Regions from separate parts of the Mus musculus genome. Here region 1 is linked to region 2. The links are chromatin contacts, called in public Hi-C maps. All regions are on one chromosome and are shown on one strand. Each heading gives the region's core, a stretch centred on a gene start, on an enhancer-like site or on the middle of the called end of the contact. The rest is flanking DNA. Distances are from core to core; before and after follow the strand shown. Region 1 overlaps Fgf12 (fibroblast growth factor 12). Region 2 holds the start of Fgf12 (fibroblast growth factor 12).

The links. A called contact is a pair of places that touch in the nucleus more often than the background predicts.
Region 1: a contact with region 2 is called in a Hi-C map of olfactory sensory neurons, with 3 times the contacts expected there. The contact joins the enhancer-like site here to the promoter of Fgf12 in region 2. A contact is called at or near these places in 1 of 484 Hi-C or Micro-C datasets (olfactory sensory neurons) and 1 of 9 other capture datasets (pancreatic islet).

What each region holds. Positions count from the first base shown.
Region 1 is chr16:28,387,555-28,391,063 of GRCm38.p6, forward strand. All of the region lies in intron 2 of Fgf12 (fibroblast growth factor 12), which reads right to left. Among named protein-coding and RNA genes, the nearest start is that of Fgf12, 57 kb to the right of the region's middle. Within about 2 kb of position 1,732, at least 9 of the 459 cell types and tissues checked have an H3K27ac peak or open chromatin away from gene starts, as enhancers often do. A contact at or near this core is called in olfactory sensory neurons, where this site is marked.
Region 2 is chr16:28,443,848-28,447,324 of GRCm38.p6, forward strand. It overlaps Fgf12 (fibroblast growth factor 12), which reads right to left and starts at 2,228. Exons shown (of 5, transcript NM_183064.5): 1 at 1,146-2,228. The coding sequence starts at 1,344.

The sequences.
Region 1 (3,509 bases), core at 482-2,981, 57 kb before region 2:
GATATTTTCTTCATTTACATTTCAAATGCTATCCCCAAAGCCCCCTACACCCTCCCCCTGCTCTGCTCCCCAACCCACCCACCCCTGCTTCCTGGCCCTGGTATTCCCCCTTACTGGGGCATATGATCTTCACAAGACCAAGGGTCTCTCCTCCCATTGATGGCCGATTAGGCCATCTTCTGCTACACATGCAACTAGAGACAGAGCTCTTGGGGGGTAGCACTAGAAACATTGGTATTTCCCTGCCCAAATTATTAATCACCAAGGACCAAGAAGTGATAATTTTAACCTCCCATAAAAGAAATGCCCCAGATTGCATCAAAGTTTCATATTCCATTGTTTTTATCTACTTTCCCTAAACTAAACCATTCCACTCCAGAGGAAGCACTTGTAAGATGTGAAAAGAGCAGAAACCCACAGATCCACAAGTTTGTGGCACAAAGTTATATAACCAGTAAACAATTGCTGGTGTTGGGGAGAGACTACTCTTTAGTGGAGATGCCTACAAAGTGATCAAGGAGCTCCCTGGATACAGCTTTCATGCCTTGCTATTCCGTCTGGGGTGGGCTCCTTAGTGATACAGCTGTATTTGGGTCACTCCTGCTCCCCCAACCCCACAGGAAACCACTGGCTCCTGCTTCTATAAGCAGCCCCTGAACCATGCTCATGTAAGTAACCACAATAAGTTATTAGTTACACAAGCTAGAGTTGGGTGGAAAAGTTGACTTCTTGTTGGCATCCTATCAATGGTAAATGGACTTTTGTTCACATCTCCCCAAGAAAATCTGAGGAACAGTGACGTCGCTTTTAAGAAGACAGAGAACAGGGGCACAGAAACTCTAAAGCAGGAGGTTGGCTTATACCAAATCTTACCAGTCAAACTTATGCTTGCTTCTTAGGGCTGTGCGGGGGGGGGGGGGGGGAGTTGAACAGGAGTGAGTTTTTCTTCTATTTTGCCTTTACTAGGTCTCTGACCATGGAAGATGGGTGAGGCTGAAACCTTGGATAAAATGATTAGCTAGGGAACAACTGGGAAATTCAAGAACAAGAGGTGCCTGCTTTAGCTCTGTGTACTGGTTTAAGGTAGAAGGGAATGTCATCACTGTTCTTAAGTTCAGTACGAAACCTGTGCTGCTGCGTCTTACACCTCTGCCTTTTTTCCTTTTAACAGTATTTCCAGAGTTAAAAATAGTCATTGTCAGCTTACAAACTTAAAAAGTTTCTGGTTTTGAGCATGTCTTTTACAAACACATCATTTTACAGAAAATACAATGTTAAGGATTCAGCAGGGGAAAGCCGAGTGAGCTGACCCTCTGTGCAAGCAGCCTTGTCTTTCCGTGGGTGATGGAGAGCAGGTGTAAGCGGTGCCTTATTGTTTGAACATGGTTATTTTTACAAACACTGACAGAAAGCCACAGCTATCCTGGACTTGAAGGTCTTCACAACTCAAGAAGGTGGAAGGGGAATAAGGAAAAGTAGATGTGCCCTTGGCTGAGATCCGTTCAGTTCAACTGTTTTCACTTGGAGTAAGCCAGTGAAAGCATGTGTCCCTGAGGTCTGGGATGATGCAACATGTTTCGTTGCTTCCTAGGACAAACTAGGAGGTGGTACTCGGACATGGAAACACAGATGCAGCTATCAGTTGAGCATAATGTGATCTGTATAGCTATAGGATGCATAGGGCTCGCAGGTAGCAGAAGTGAGGATTTTATGACAGGGAGCAGGTGCTGAGCATGCATGGAGGCAGCCTACCACAGACAGAGTGTAAGGGCTGAGACATTCTGCTGGGATTAGGGTGACTCATCGGGTGGTGCTTTCCTTACTTTAATTTGCTGTGACAAAACACCTTGACAAGAACAATTTAAGGGAGAAACAGCTTACTCTGATGCACAGTTTAAGGGTCCATCATGACAGGGAAATCAAAGCAGCCAGAGCTTAAAACAGCTGGTCATACCACATTCATAATCAGATAGTATTGAGGGCTGAACACAAGCTGCTGCTCTGTTTCCGTCTTCCATCTACAGTCTAAGAGCTCAGCAAGAGGAATGGTGCAACCCAAGGTGGTTGGGTCATTTTACCTCAATTAACATAATCAAGATAATTCCCCAGATGCATGGCCAGAGGCCCATCTTCTGGGTAATTCTAGATCTTTTCAAGTAGATAGACTAACCATTCTACCAGATGAATAAAATTAATGATTTCCTAAGAAAACAGAATTAGTATGTAAAAACCTCAAAAGCATAGACTGTGTAGTATACACTTTTCCTTACACTATTAAGTCCTTTGTTATTTTTCCAAATTATGTTTGATTACAGATCTGTCTAAAGTTGAGCTGCAAGATACATGTTTCTACAAAGTCCTCACATGATGCTGATGATGCACATTTTCTAAACTATTAGACTATTATTCCATAATCTCCTGTGTAAACACGTCAAACTGTTTCATATAACAGCAGCCATCGTGAAGAATTCTACTTCTGCTAAATTGCCACTGTCTATGAGCTGCTTACAATCCCTCCCCCAAAACGGTCAAAGAAAACATGCTCTCTAGATCTAAAGACAGATAACAATAATAGATTGGCTTTATTAAGAGCCACTGTGTTCTAGGTACTATAATTGATGCAAAATCCCTGAAATCTAAGTACTAGTATATTCTCATTTAATGAACAGATGAACTAGATACATAGAGGAGTTAAATAACTGGCCACAGGGGACACACAGTCATGTTCAGCCCTAGATCCCAGGTGCAAATTCTAGCTCCATGACATGCACGTCTTTACACGTGTCTTGACAATACAATGCAGTGATTTGTAAACTGATAACTTCTTATTTAGTTGTGGTATACTTCTCAGAGGAAATAAAAAGGAAGTGATAAAAAATTACTTAGCACACATTTATTTCTGTGCCAATAGGGAAGAAAAGAGCATCAATACTTTATGAGAGTATTTGCCCCTCTCATTTGGTACAACTGAACTTACATAAATGGGAGAGAGTTCATGTGACTAACCCAAGGCCGCGCATCAGTTAGCTCATGGATCCAGGAAAGGACTAAAGACAACTCAGTCCTCACCAGCTTTTAGGAATCCACTTGGTTAAATAGTATTTTAAAGATTCTAAACCAGTGTATCCTACCTATTAATACACTTATAAACAAGAGCACAATTTCACGGGTTCATGTTTTGCTCTTCTGAACAAACTGTTTCCTTGGAGCAAGATCTCCCCATCAAAAAGAAATATTCTGTCAAGAATAAAGTGACAGATACAGGCTAAAGGAGCCAGGGGAGTTATTCCTTGTGATAGATCTAAGGAGCTAAACTATTCAAGGGAATACATGGGTCTTGTTCTAGCTTTCCACAAATATTGTATTGAGGCGATGGCAATAACAACAAAAATACACATTGTTTTAAACACACCAGAACTAGCCTCTGAATCTCCAAATCAGATTGCAAAGTTCTTTCCTTTCTAATAAAATATCCAATCAAGTACATGAATTTACAAGCTAAGGGTCAT
Region 2 (3,477 bases), core at 978-3,477:
ACAAATGCCACGAAACGTTAAGGGAAAATAAAGTAAAGTGTCTTTCCCTCCCAAGGCTTACTCTCAAAATCGTAGCTTACTCTGAGTCCCACTTGAATCTAACCTACACACTTGAGTGTGTGGAACTCAAAGAGAACAGCAGAGTTGGAGTTGCTAACAGGCTTAAGGTAGTCAACTCATGCCAGGAGAGGCTCCTTCCTCAACCCATCTTTATACTTCAGCTATCAGGACTGAGGCTGTCTCAGATTGCAAGTGACTCGCAGCCACACCCAAAGGATCAAGGACCCGAGAAAAGCAAGGATTCTGGTGATTTGCTGGCACTCAGTTTCCTTCTGTAAATAACGACATATGATGAACTATTTGAACCCAAGGCTGCGGAAGCAGAATCAGTTTCAGATTGTGACAAAGAAATGTCTGATAAGTCAAATTTTCTTTACACTCCCTGGGACCAAGCTGCAGATACCATGGTGTTGACTTAGTATCTCAAAAGCTGAAATGCAGATAATAGTAAGTGGACAGTAAACTTTGTAAGAGGCCGATGGTAACTATCAACTGGTTGGAAGAATAAGAAAGGGGTTCTGTGTAGAAGTGGATGAATGTGAGAACATGGAAAGTTGGGAAAGTGAGATGTATTAAAAGGCAAAAAACCCACGTGCTTGTTGAAGGCAGAGCAAATCAAATGATATTAAGTTCATCTGGTATCTATTATAATTCATAATCACTGTCTTATGTGGTTATGAGGAGTATAAAGACCTTTATTTGTTTTCATACTCTCCGTAGGTAGTATGACTACTCTGTAGGTAGATGGAGGGGTGGGTAGAACAATGGGTGGCGCGTGAATGAATGGATGAATGAAAGAACGAACAATCGAACGAACTAGTGCCCTCCAGGGCTTTACCAGATAAAGGAACCCAGATGCACCTATACAAGTGACCCTCATACTAGACTGTCGGTGGATGAAAGCAGAAAGTGTTTTCCCGAATATGGGACAAGCTATTAACTGACACAGGGTTGTTGAAAGAAGGTGGGCCAGCATGGAAGAAAGGAATTCTGATTCCCATCCATGAGCAATTCCCAGAAGCTTTGAAGGAAGGGGATGGGGGGCGTCAGCCTCTGGGGAGCCCACTGATTTGACTGCTACTAACCTGGTCTCCGCCTCACTGGCCTCTTGCGGCCGCTGCAGAAGCGCACTTTGCTGAACACCCCGAGGACGTGCCTCTCACACAGGGAGCGCCCGTCTTTGCTGGGGCTGGAGCGGCGCTTGGAGGCCGACACCCGGTCGCTGTTGGACTCCCTCGCCTGCCGCTTCTGCCGGATCAAGGAGCTGGCTATCGCCGCAGCCATAGCTGCTCAGCGCGGGCCCGAGGCCCCGGGCTCCACTGCGCCCTCGGGTTCCTGCTCCGCCGGGATGAGGGCAGGACCTCGGGGGCCTGGAGGAATAGGACAGGCGCGGGGAGGCAGTGCTAATATTTGAGGAGGTTGCAGTATCGAAAACCTGGAGCCCACAAGGTTAGTCAGAGTCTGGGCAGTGGCAACAAAACGTGTGAAAATCCGGATGTAAACTTCCCCAACCACTGGCGGCGGGGGCGGGGCGGTCCCAGGCCTTCTTGCGAAGTAGACGTTTGCACCCCAAACTTGCACCCCAAAGCGATCCACGTCCAAAGGGCAGTAGGGAGTTTGGTCACACTGCGTTCAGGGTACCAAGTGGAAAGGGGGGAAAAGATGTCCAAAATAACAAGCTGTGCCCCGGTTGGAGAGGCGCAAGCGTTGTAAGGTGTCCAAAGTATACCTACACATATATACATAGAAACCCGTTTACAAGGCAGAGTCTGGACCGAGGCTAGAAGCGAGCCCCCAGCTTAAAAATATATATAGTAAAAAGTGAATAAAACGTTCCTTTAGAAAACGAACCACCAACCGCGACAGAGAAGAGGAAGGCAGCAATTTAACTCCCTGTGGCCCGCGGTTCTGAAGATTAGGAGGTCCGTCCCAGCTGGGTGAGGTCTACGAAATGCATCGCACCGGCTGCGGTTCTCCGGGGGCCGGCACCCCCACTTCTAGAATTCCAAGAGGCGAGAAGTGGGAGCGGTTAACCAGACTCGGGGTAGGGGCGCGGGGCGGGGCGGGAGGGGGGGTGCAGCTGTTTCCAGCTGCGGTGAGCGCGCCTCTCCTCCAGCAGCACTGCAAAGAGAGCGGGAGACGAGGGAGGGGGAGGGAGAGAGGGAGATCCTCGAGGGCCAAGCACCCCGGGGATCCGCGGGGTCCCGAGAGCAGGCGCTCCCGCTCTCACTGCCTGCGTTCCGGCATGAGACGGGCACAGTTGGTGATTATTTAGGAAATCCTAAATCTGGAATGACTCAGTAGTTTACAGAAGCCCCTCCAAAGGCAAAGCTGCCGAAGGTGTCCTCCCCAGCTCGGCGCCCACACGCCTTTCACCGGAGCTCCCTGCCACCGTGCGCCCGAGCCGCCGCACCAAGCCGGTCTCCGCACAGGCTCCGAGCGACCTGGGCAGCGAGGGACGGGCGCCCTGGCGGACTTGGGATCAGGTCATCGCCGCGCCTCCGGGACCCCAGGCTCACACGCCCCGGCGGTCGACAGCTCCCGGCCGCAGCTCAGATAGGGGTTACCCGGCCGCCGCTGGGCCGCTCGCTCGGTCCCGCGCCGCCCATCCCGGCCGTGGAAGGAAGTGACCGCGCGCTGCGAGCCCCCGCGCGTCCGCTCGGGTGGGGCGGGGGCTGGTGGAGGGCGACGTCGGCTCGCGGCGGCTGCGGCTCTGGGTCGCAGCTGCCCACCATGGTCTGGTGCCCGGGCGCAGGCAGGTTCCCTAGGCCGCCCTGGGAGACTGCGGGAGGTAGCCGCGCGTGCCACCTGGACTCCCCGGGCCGGGAGCGGACTCTGGGGCCGGGGACAGGAGGCAGGTGCCGGCGGCCACCAACTAGCCCAACTTGCTGCGCTGGCGGCGGCTGGGAGCCGCGGGATCGCGGGGCGCCCCCCGCCGCCTCCCCTAGACCGGGAGGGGGCGCTCAGGGCGGAGTCCCATTCATGGGCAGAAGCTCGGGGCGCCGCCGCGGGCTGTCTCCCCCAAAGCGCTAGCTCCGCAGGAAACTCCAGGCAGAGCCGACAGCAGCCTCTGAGAAGGCGAGTGGGACAGGGAGCAAGCAGAGGTTGGAGTTACTCTGGCTCTTAAGGAGCTGGGAAGCTTTCCTGGTGGGACTGAATTAGGGGCTGGGCTTGTGGAGAGCTGGAAAGAGCCGCGCTTGAGTCTTGCTCCCTTTTCTCGCGCCCACTGCTCCCAGACTCTCTCCTTCCTCCACCCCCCCCCCCGACACCCTTCTCCCCCCTCTCTGTCTCTGTCTCTCCCCTTTTCTCCTCTCTACGCAATCCTACGTGATTGAGGTTTGGATGAGAAATTCACAGAGGCAGAGTGAGGGAACTGCAGCCTGGGTCTGCTGTGTCCAGTCCCTACCCACCCCACCC